Regions from separate parts of the Sus scrofa genome. Here all the other regions are linked to region 1. The links are chromatin contacts, called in public Hi-C and HiChIP or PLAC-seq maps. All regions are on one chromosome and are shown on one strand. The core of a region is the stretch at or near the end of the contact, and the rest is flanking DNA. Distances in the headings are between cores, read along the strand shown.

Region 1 (3,362 bases), core at 610-3,109:
TAAAGAGACTTAAAAAAAATGACACGCCCAAAGCTGATCTGATCATCTTCCCTCCAAACCTGTTCCTTGTCCTAGGCTCCCCATTTCTGTGACACTATCTCCCACTGGAATGGCCAATCTAGAAACTCCAGACTTATCCTAACCTCTAACTTCCTTTATCTCACCCCCACCATCAATTTTGGATTCTGCCCTCTTGATACCTCTCCAATCTCTCTCTTCCTTTCTGGGCCCCACCCTTCCACTCTCACTTCTTCCAGTATATCCTTCATGCTGCTGTCAAACATTTTTTCCATCAACCAACTCTGATGGTTTTATTGTTCTCCATGTTTCAAAGGCTCCTGGCTGCTGAAAGGTATTCTAAAGCCGTTAACCAGGCAGAGAAATCCTCAATAATATGGTTCTTATCTTCCTTTCAGCCTCCATCTTCCAACACACCCTCATTAATACTAAACTTGGAGTGTTATTTCCATGGACTTCCTTGTTCCTGCTTGGCATCCCCCCATCCCTCTTCCTGGTGTGTTTGGTGAATTCACACTCAGGTTTCAGCGCAAACACTCCCTCCCCTTGAAAGCCCTGGCCCACTGTCCTCTTTGCTCCTGATGTATCACCACTCTGCTCATCACACCACATGTTTATGTTTGACTATCTAACCCCTCAGATATTGGTACTTGGTGAGAACACTGTAAGCACCTAGCAGGATAAAGAAGTTAAGTGCAGAGAAGAATAAAATAACACACCCAAGCTTCATGCCCTGACTGGAAACCATTTTTCCCTGTTGTTGGTCTGGAAACCAAGAACGAAACAAGTTGCAGTTTATTTCTATGGGTTCTTTAGAGGTTCTTCAGTAATGCATTCCTCACAGAAGTGACCTCTGAAATCTCAGATACTGGTACAAAAAGACTGATGAGAACTCTCACTAGTCCCCCTCTCCAAGGTGCTTTCCACATGGCACAAAACACACACTCCATCATCTTTCTGATTCCATCACACCTACCACATCCTGCTTAAAGCCATCTGTGGCTCCATACTACTTTCTGGTTAAAATAAAACAAAAAAAACACCTCTCAACATGCTCCACCCTATCTGGCCATTTATTCAACTCCTATCCTACATAGTTCCACTATCTGCGTTGTAGCCATACTAGTCCTTTTCTGGGTTCCTGTACTTGCCTCCCAGTCCACTACAGACCTTTGCAAGTACTAATTCTTTCCATTCTTCTCTCCCTGGTCCATTCATCCTCACCCCTGGTCCTCAGCCCTAATGCTGCTTCCTCAGGATAACATTCCCATCTTGTGCAAATCAAATCCCCTGTATATGTCTCTTCCAGTATCTGTAATGTTCCATTTTTGGTATTTAGTAACGGGATGGTTTAGTCAATATCCATCTCCCTAGGGCTGGAATCACATCCTTCATGTTCTCTACTGCATCCCACAGTCCACAAAGTGCTTGGCATAAAAGAGAAGCCCAATAAATACTTGTTGAATGAGCCTGTGAGTGGGTGAAGACCAAGAATAACAGGAGTTTTTCCTGCTGTTTTTACTCTTACGCTACTCTATGTTCCTCAACAATCCTTCAAAATATTTTCAGATAAACTAATTTTTGTTTGGGTTTTTTGTTTTAAAGCCATCTAATTTGATATTAACAATTTACTTGAAGAGTAGGAAGAGCGACCCATGGGGGGTGAGTTGTCCAATGTTACATGGCTAAGAAGCCACAATACGGGGTCAGAACCAAGCTTTGACACTTTTCAGACCAGGATTCTGGCCATTAAACAACCCTCCCCCCCAAAAAAGATAATGTACAACTTAGCAGGGAGCATCTACACAAAAGACAATAAAATAGATATTTCCAAATAAATTAAAAACACAAAATAATTTTATTTTAGGCTGACAGAACTTGGATTCATGGAACAAAGGCACAAGTACTCCAAATGCCGGCATTCTGGCATACAAGGTTTGGGCTCTGACAAAGGGCACATCACCTTTCTGGTACAATAGGACTCCGTTAATATTCCATCATAACTCTCATTAAAATTTAGATGTTCAATAAATGTCGGCTATTAAATCGTTAGTGGAAAAGTCTATTTCTGGAAATCTTTTCATCCTTTCCTTAATGAGACGATTTATTTATTTATGTAAGGAAAGGGGAGAAAAGTTAATCACTTACCAGGTTAAGAGATGGAAGTTCCCTGGTGGCCTAGGTTAAGGATCCAGCTTTGTCACAGCTGTGTTGCAGGTAGTTGCTGTGGTCAGGGTTTGATCCCTGGCCCTGGAGTTTATGTATGCGTGGACACAGCAAAAAGAAAAAAGAAAGTAGCTGGATCCAGTCGTTTTCAAAGGGCAACGTCAAAGTACATTTATCTAACACTTTGAAAAGACCTACTATTTAAACACAACTTTTAAATGTGTTTAAATTTTCTCTGTAAAAACTTTAAATGACTAAAGAAAATAACTGGGTGCCTTTATAACATTACTCGAAGACATGCTTTTAAGTTCAGATGTTATTTACCTAATAAAAATGTTAATCACGTGAAAAGTCAACACTCGAGTACTGTTGATTACGCTGAAACCTTCGTGCCCTTTCTGGGGCTTCTATCAGAGCAATTCTAGTTTCCCCACTACTCCATACATATATATGTACTTTTTATTGAAATATAGTCGATTACTCCACTTGCATTTAAGCTTATTTTGCTTTGAATTTACTCTACCCGGTAGCACTTTCTTTTGGAGGGCAGGGGCATGGGGAAAGGGGGAGAAAGGTGTAAAAATACAACCTAGATTCGTGTCTGGGAATCTGCAGTCAGCCATCACCTACTAAAGATAGAACTTAAAAGTCCACAGGAAGTTAAATAGTTTCACTCGTCCCCAGTGGAATGTATGCAACTGATTCCTGCATCTGTCTACCTTTCCATTGAACAAACACTACCTTTGCAATTAGAGAAATACTAGTGAAAAACGCCAGAGATCCGCAGTTCACAGGTCCTAGCAGGTCGTTGCCGAGCTAGGGGCCTGCTTGCCGGCTCCAAAGAATTTTCGGCGTTGGCAAACGCGTCCTTGCTCGCAACCTCGGAGGCAGAATGTCGGGCGCTACCCGCGGGGCGAATCGCAGCGCATAGGCAGGAGCCTCACTCACCGCGCGAGCGGAGCGCCACCGGTGGCCGAGCCGTGCGTGCCAGACTCACGCGCGGAGCAGCGCGCCTGCGCGTCCGGTCACGTGGTGGGCGCTCCGCACACAGAGTTAAAAGTCACGACCGCTGGGAGCCTGAGAGCGGCCAGCCGGTTGGTGCGGGGCTCTTCGTCTCCTGTAAGCTGGTCCTGACGGAGGCTGCCCCGCTGTCATCGACCACCTCCCGAACCCTGGGC
Region 2 (3,362 bases), core at 428-2,927, 840 kb after region 1:
TGTCACTGCAGCCCCAAGGTGCAATTATCTTTGTTTTACAGAGAAGGAAACTGAACTACCAGGCACTGTGACTGCTGTCTAAAGAGAACACAGATACTGGGAGCATTTTTTATTTTTTTGATCAAAGAAATTTTCTTCCTTTCTTTCTTTCTTTTTTTTTAGGGCCACACCCATGGCATATGGAGGCTCCCAGGCTAGGGGTCAAATTGGAGCTGCAGGTGCCAGCCTACACCACAGCTTACGGCAACACTGGATCCTTAACCCACTGAGCGAGGCCAGGGATGGAACCTGAAACCTCATGGTTCCTAGTCGGATTCATTTCTGCTGTGCCAAGATGGGAACTTCTGGAAATTTTCAAATGTACACAAAAGTGGAGAAAATAGTGTAGTGAAACCCCAACTGCCTCAACTTTGGCAATGACTGGTGCTCAAACTTGAGATTTTATCAGAATCACCTGGGAAACTTATCAAAGCAGAGATTGCATGAGTATCTCCACTTTCTAGAATCATCAAGACAGTCTCCTGACGACAGCACAGCCCTGGCATCCAGTGATCTCTTAGAGAGAGATTTTTGCATTATCTCCAAGTTTTTTTGAGAAATAACAAGATTGGCCACAGGGACACTCTGCTCAAAGAGAACACCGATAACATCTCACTTCAGTAGTCCTGTTTGCACCTGTCTTCAATTTAAAAGTAACCCAGGGAGTTCCTGCTATGGCTCAGCGGATTAAGAACCACACCTAGTGTCCATGAGGATGCCAGTTTGATCCCTGGTCTCGCCCAGTGGTTTAAGGATCCAGTGTTGCCATGAGCTGTGGTGTAGGCCAGCAGCAACAGCTCCAATTAAACCTCTAGCCTGGGAACTTGATATGCCACGGATGCAGCCCTAAAAAGACAAAAAATAAAATGAAAGTAACCCCAAAGGAGGGCAACATGGCTTGGATAACTGGCCGCTCCTATTAGAGGTAAACCTATGCTCTCCATGTGACTCAGCAAACCCACTCATAGGTATTTATCCAAAGAATTGAGAGCTTGTTTATGTCCACCAAAAAATCTCACCAGAATATTCACCACAGTTTTATTGGGCACACAGAATTCATCTCAATGTGTTGTACTGAGTGAAAGAAGCCAGACACAAATGAGAATATTGCTGTATTATTTAAAGTATATCAAGTCTGAGAAGAGAGGACACGAATCTGTAGTGACACAAGGGGGAAAGCACAAGTATTGGCATGTTCTATTGGTTGCTGGGGCGGGGGGGTTACACAGGTGTACGTACACATACAGAACAATTAACGGAGCTGAACACGGAGGGTTTGGGCATTTCAGTGTATGCGAGTTACACTTCAATCAAGCGCTCTTAGCACACATTCGCAGGCGCGCCCACACCAAATCCCAGGAGGCCCAAACCCAGCTGTGCCCGGGCCTCGCCCACCTCGGAAAGGCCACGGCCCAGGGCGTTGGTTTCCCTCCTCCCTCCAGCCCGACTTCCGCGCCTCCCCGAGGGCTAGGGGGTGCAGCCACCTTTCCGGAGATCGCGAACCGGGCCCTCCCCGGCCAGGTCCCGCCGAGGCTGGGTGAGCGTCCCCGCGCGGGCCCGGGGCGCTAGCGCCTCTCCCGGACGCTAGGGTCCCGCCCCGCGGCCCCGCCCCGCCCCGCGGCCCCACTCCGCCCCTTCGCAGCTGGCCTTCGGCCCCGGCCGGAGGAGGCGGCGGGCGGGCAGGGGCTGCGAAATGTCGCACGGAGCTGGGCTCGTTCGCACCACGTGCAGCAGCGGCAGCTCCTCGGGACCCGGTGCTGGCGCGGGGCAGCCGGGCGCGGGCTCGTCGGAAGGGCTGCTGGACCCCTTCTACCCCCGCACCCACGCGGCGCTGCTGAAAGTGGCGCAGATGGTGAGAGAGGCTCGGGAGCGGGCCGGGGGTCACACGGGGAGACCTGGAGGGCAGAGTCCGGGGAGGGATCGCGCCCGCCGCCGGAGCATCCCGCCCCCCCGGCGGAGAGCGTACCGCCCAAGTCAAGTCGGAGGGGGCTTCCTCGGGCGAGTTGAGCGTGCAGCTCCCGCGCTGGAACTCCGCCCCACTCGGTCTGCTCCAGCAGCCCCCGCTCCGGGGTCCCAAGTGTTTCCAGCAGTTCTGAGGGGCCTGCCCGCTCGTGACCGAAGCCGCCGCCAAAGTTCCTGTGCGTCTTCCTTCCTTTTCTCGGGCCGCGCAGCTTCGGACCCGAGCCGGGAGGGGAGAGTGCCCGGGCAGCGGCACTCAGGCCGCGGAACCCGACCTCTTCTCGGCCGCGGCCGCCTCTTTTCTGGAGCCGCGCGCCGCGGGGCTTCCTCCTCCGAGCGCGGAGTCCGAAGGCCTGGCTTCCCGGAGCGGAGCGGGGCGGGGAGAGAAAGCATCCGTGCGGCAGCCGTCAAGCTTCAAAGGGGGTCTCGCGGCCGTTGGACGGCAGCGGTCACTGGGGAACGTCGATTTTGGGGAGCCGGGGTCGCCAGACTGGGGGTCATTTTGGAGACGGGCAGGACGAAAGCCCAGGCGCCGAGTGCGACCAGAGCTGCAGGAACCTCCACCAGGGCAGACCTTCCCGGCCTGAGCCCTTGTTCCGCACTGTTTTCTCCCTTCCCGTTTTTTTTTTTTCTTCCTTAAAATATTTAAATCTTAAGGAAAACACCTTTCCCGTTTGTTGGATATGTTTTGAAACTGAGCTGGGCTGTTCTGTGACTCCACTCATTGTACTGTTTGCAGCCGGAATGGTGGACGGGGAAGTGGTAATTTTGAAAGGGGGTGTGAAGGAAGGGATGTGGGTTAGCCACCCGGTCACAGAGCCAGAGCCAGGGCCAGGGCAGCTGCATCAGCCCCAGGGATGGGCGCGGGATGAGGTCTGTCCAAGTATCCACAGCGCTGTTGCTCTGGATGCTGAGTGTGTACAGAGGGCTCTGGTTTTCTGCTTGGCCAGACCTGAAAGGAAGGGGGATTGAGTTCCCTTTTCTCGAAGAGCATTGAAGTGGACCAAAAATTAGAAAGTAGGGGCATTTTAGCTATTAACAAAAAAAATTATGTTGAGCTGTGTTGGTTTTGAGCAAGGCTTTTTTTTTTTTTTCTTTTTTCTTTCTTTTTTTTTTTTTTGATTTAGGCTAAGCGGTCTGATCAGTCAAATTGAGGGGGCTAGCCTACCTCCGCATCCTTAAAAAAATGGGTGGGGGTGGGTCAGGCCCCAGCTGAGCTGTATGGTGAGTTTGGTGGACAAAGATTGTAATCAGAGCCTCCATCTTGGTCCATGAGTTTAATGGACAAAGTTGTGAAGACAAACCTCCATTTCAATTTAAGCTCCTCAGCTAGCCTCTTAACTGTGATTCGTGTGCCAAGTTGC
Region 3 (3,362 bases), core at 605-3,104, 610 kb before region 1:
ATTGCCAGAGGGGTTTTGTTAGAGTGTATCATTGGAGAGAATTGTATTTGCTGAATGATGTTAAAGTTACAGTCGTTTAAGTGTTTATCTGTATATTTATATATATTTATATATTTTACACATATGCACGGATATACACATACATGTATATATGTTATATATTTATATACAATAATGTAATGTTTATCTGCATATTTATATGTATGCAGTATATATACACATGCACATATATGTATCTACACATGTATATATGCATGTAAGCATGTATATATGTAGTATCTTTATATGTTTTTCTCCATTACACCTTAAACTCATTGAGGACAGAGAGCCCTCCAAGAATAGTGCCTGATATATTGGAAACACTTAATAAATATTTATTAAATGAGTGATGGAACAAAATCAAAGCTGAACGTCCAGAAAATATGTCATGATCAAAGTGATTTAAACATGTGCCAAAAGGAGTTACTGTTGTGGCTCAGTGGTAACAAATCTAACTACTATCCATGAGGATGTGGATTTGATCCATGGCCTCACTCAGTGGGTTGAGGATCCGGCATTGTCATGAGCTTGGTTACCGACGCAGCTGGAATCCCACGACACTGTGGCTGTGGTGTAGCCAGAAGCTGCAGCTCTAATTCAACCCCAAGCCTGGGAACTTCCATATGCTGTGAGTGTGGCCCTAAAAAGACAAAAAAAAAAAAAGTGCCTAAGGACTCCCTCTTTTCCTACTAAGAGAAAGTAGAAGCTCTCAACTGTACACCAGCACTCACACAGACCACCCCAGGCTGACCTTTCAGGGCTGCTTCCTGTGGGTGAGCCATGCTGCTTCACTGCCGAACTCCAATCCTGACAACTCACAGGGGCACCATGCCCAGGCCAGGCCGCAGAGGCCCAGCACCGTAACGGAGACATCACTGAGCAGGAGGGAGCTTCACAAATGCCCAGGCGGCATGGAGCCAGCAGCAGCAGATACATAGGGATTCATCACTCCTTGCACACACACAATCTCGCTATGTCAAGAGGCATTTCTTTTCATTTCATCCTTTGATATAATATTTTCATGCACCATGAAAACAACACAGAATCTGATTATACTAAGAACTGCATTTAAATCCTGGCTCCACCTCAATCCTACCTAATTAACTGATCTGGGCCTCGGTGTCTTCATATGTAAGATGGAAATGATCATAAGAATGAAACTGACTTGATAGGATTCTTAGGAAAGTCAGCTGAGACTGTGGATGTAGAAACACTTTTCAAGCCATAAAACACTCTGCAGTGTATAAAGTCATAAGGAAGGGTGTCTCTGTGGTAGAATGGTTGCAATACAGTGCTCACATTATATCCTTCTGCCACACTCTGCAATGTCATTTTCAAGTTCTTCCCATCAGCAGTGGTGGAGTCTGTTCCTCCATCACACCTCCTCTCCATTCTGTCTGGCTTTGCAATTTGCTCTGGTCTATAAAAAACAGCACAAGGGATGATGTGCTAGTTCTGAGCCCAAGGAGTCTTGCAAACTTTCACTTGCTCTCTTGGAACCCTACCACTGCCAGGACAACGAGCCCAGAATAGCTTGATGAGGATTAGAGGCCATTTAGAGGATGGCTCAGTTGTCCCAGTGGTGGCCATGCTAGTCCAGCAAACACAGTCATGATGAACAGAGCTGCCTTCCTGCCCCATAGCTGGCTGTTGGTGTAACAGGGAGCCCGGCCAAGACCAGTGCAACCATCCAGATCATCCGGAAATTCATGAGAATTGATGATTGCTTTTTGTTTTAAGCCACTGGGTTTGGTTGGTTTGCTATGCAGCAATCACTAATTGATCCAGCCTGACAGCTTCCTGCCAGAATCCTTGGGAAGATGGCCAGAAAAGAGGACTCACGTGGTCAGAAAATGTGTGAGTCAACAGCAACTGCATGGTACAGCTTTTCCCTTCGGCTTCCTGAAGCATTTCCAGCCTGGTTTTAGCCACAACTCCTGGCTGACCTCAGGATTAAGGCTGAAAGATTCTGATCTCAGCAGAAAGCCTACCCTGAGTTTACGGGACACCATGTGAAGAGATGTGCTTCTGTTTCCAAGATGCAATCTAAAAAGAAAATAAGAAATGGCCCCCTGGATCCCATCCCTCTTTAAGTATGCTGCCCCATTAAAGAGCCAAAGATGCAGGAAGGTCTCTTTTAAATATAGCTTCTGAAATCAACCTCCCAGACTGACATTTAAAAACCAGCTGATACAGGAAAGCATAAGGGATTAGTTAGCAAAAGTGGAAAAGGGAATAGAGCAGAGGCTAGATCATCAGAAGCCTATAAATATCATAAATACTCAGAACAATCTGCATGGCAAGTGGAAAGGTAATAAAGAAAGAAATGAAAAGGTAAGCCATCAAAGTCTTCCTTATGACCAGCTGTGCCCTTGCTCACAGAGCACTGGCCATCATAGCCAAGGCTAATGTGATGCCCTTTGTGAATATTCCAAGGGTGATCACAGGGCCATGAATAAATGTTTCCCTACATTTCTGCCTTGTGGTTAACATGTTCTTTATTTCCTAGAGCTGAACCTCCCCCACAGAGTATGCACAGGCATGAGAAGAGGGCCCAGGACTCCAATCATCCAATATGTCTCATGATTATAGTTTAGGTTCACAAGTTACAAGGACATGAAATTCTACAGCTTCTAAAAATACATCCCTGCCCTTGATTAAAGGGCTCAATTTTCAGACTGCAACTTCTAGATACCCTTCCCTCTTTCTTCTTTTTTATCAAAATATACCAGCAACTAAGTTGCTCAAACTGCCAGTAAATCAGCAAAAAGTGAGAAAGAGCATCTGAGGTTAGGATGAGAAGGCCAGGTTTGTTCGCATCAACAATGACTGCAGATACCATTTATTGAGCACTGTACCATGCACTGAGTGCCACCACGTACATTCACTATCTCAAGTTTATCTTCTCAACAATACCGTGAGTCAGGTATTATTAAATCCATTTCACGGATGAGCCTTGGCAAGAGACAGCAGCCTGTCCCAAAAGTCTCATAGAGCCAAGAGCAAAACTAAGTCCGGGTGAGACCAAAGCACTTCTCTCCCCAAACCACACGAACCTTGTTTGACTTCAGCCAACATTCTTTGCATCTGAACATGTTACCACATGGAAAGTGTTGTCAGCTACATGAAATAAATGTTTCATCTTCCTGAGGGTATGTCTTTCCTTGGCAGAGGCTGGTCCAGCTCCTTGCTTAGCTCCTCTTGGCTGACAACTTTTCTCGGCGCCACTCTGCAGTCTCTCTCATCTTTGCCTTTTGTCAGAGCTCCATTACCTACACTTTGCATTTCATCCTTTTCACTCCCTTCTCTTTACTAAGAGCCAC

What was found. A called contact is a pair of places that touch in the nucleus more often than the background predicts. HiChIP or PLAC-seq counts read pairs in DNA pulled down with a chosen protein or histone mark.
Region 2: a Hi-C map of mesenteric adipose tissue shows a contact between it and region 1, with 1.7 times the contacts expected there. The contact joins the promoter of CMTM7 here to the promoter of STT3B in region 1. A contact is called at or near these places in 2 of 47 Hi-C or Micro-C datasets (embryonic fibroblasts and mesenteric adipose tissue).
Region 3: a contact with region 1 is called in an H3K27ac HiChIP or PLAC-seq map of skeletal muscle. The contact joins the enhancer-like site here to the promoter of STT3B in region 1. A contact is called at or near these places in 1 of 5 promoter capture datasets (fetal skeletal muscle), 5 of 47 Hi-C or Micro-C datasets (embryonic fibroblasts, epiblast stem cells, fetal heart ventricle and 2 more) and 1 of 2 datasets of contacts at active chromatin or transcription factors (skeletal muscle).

What each region holds. Positions count from the first base shown.
Region 1 is chr13:17,530,482-17,533,843 of Sscrofa11.1, forward strand. It overlaps STT3B (dolichyl-diphosphooligosaccharide--protein glycosyltransferase subunit STT3B), which reads left to right and starts at 1,860. Exons shown (of 16, transcript XR_002338187.1): 1 at 1,860-3,362.
Region 2 is chr13:18,370,494-18,373,855 of Sscrofa11.1, forward strand. CMTM7 (CKLF like MARVEL transmembrane domain containing 7) reads left to right here and starts at 1,678. Exons shown (of 5, transcript NM_001243922.1): 1 at 1,678-1,891. The coding sequence starts at 1,733.
Region 3 is chr13:16,921,362-16,924,723 of Sscrofa11.1, forward strand. All of the region lies in intron 14 of GADL1 (acidic amino acid decarboxylase GADL1), which reads right to left. Among named protein-coding and RNA genes, the nearest start is that of GADL1, 130 kb to the right of the region's middle. Within about 2 kb of position 1,855, at least 10 of the 83 cell types and tissues checked have an H3K27ac peak or open chromatin away from gene starts, as enhancers often do. A contact at or near this core is called in embryonic fibroblasts and skeletal muscle, where this site is marked.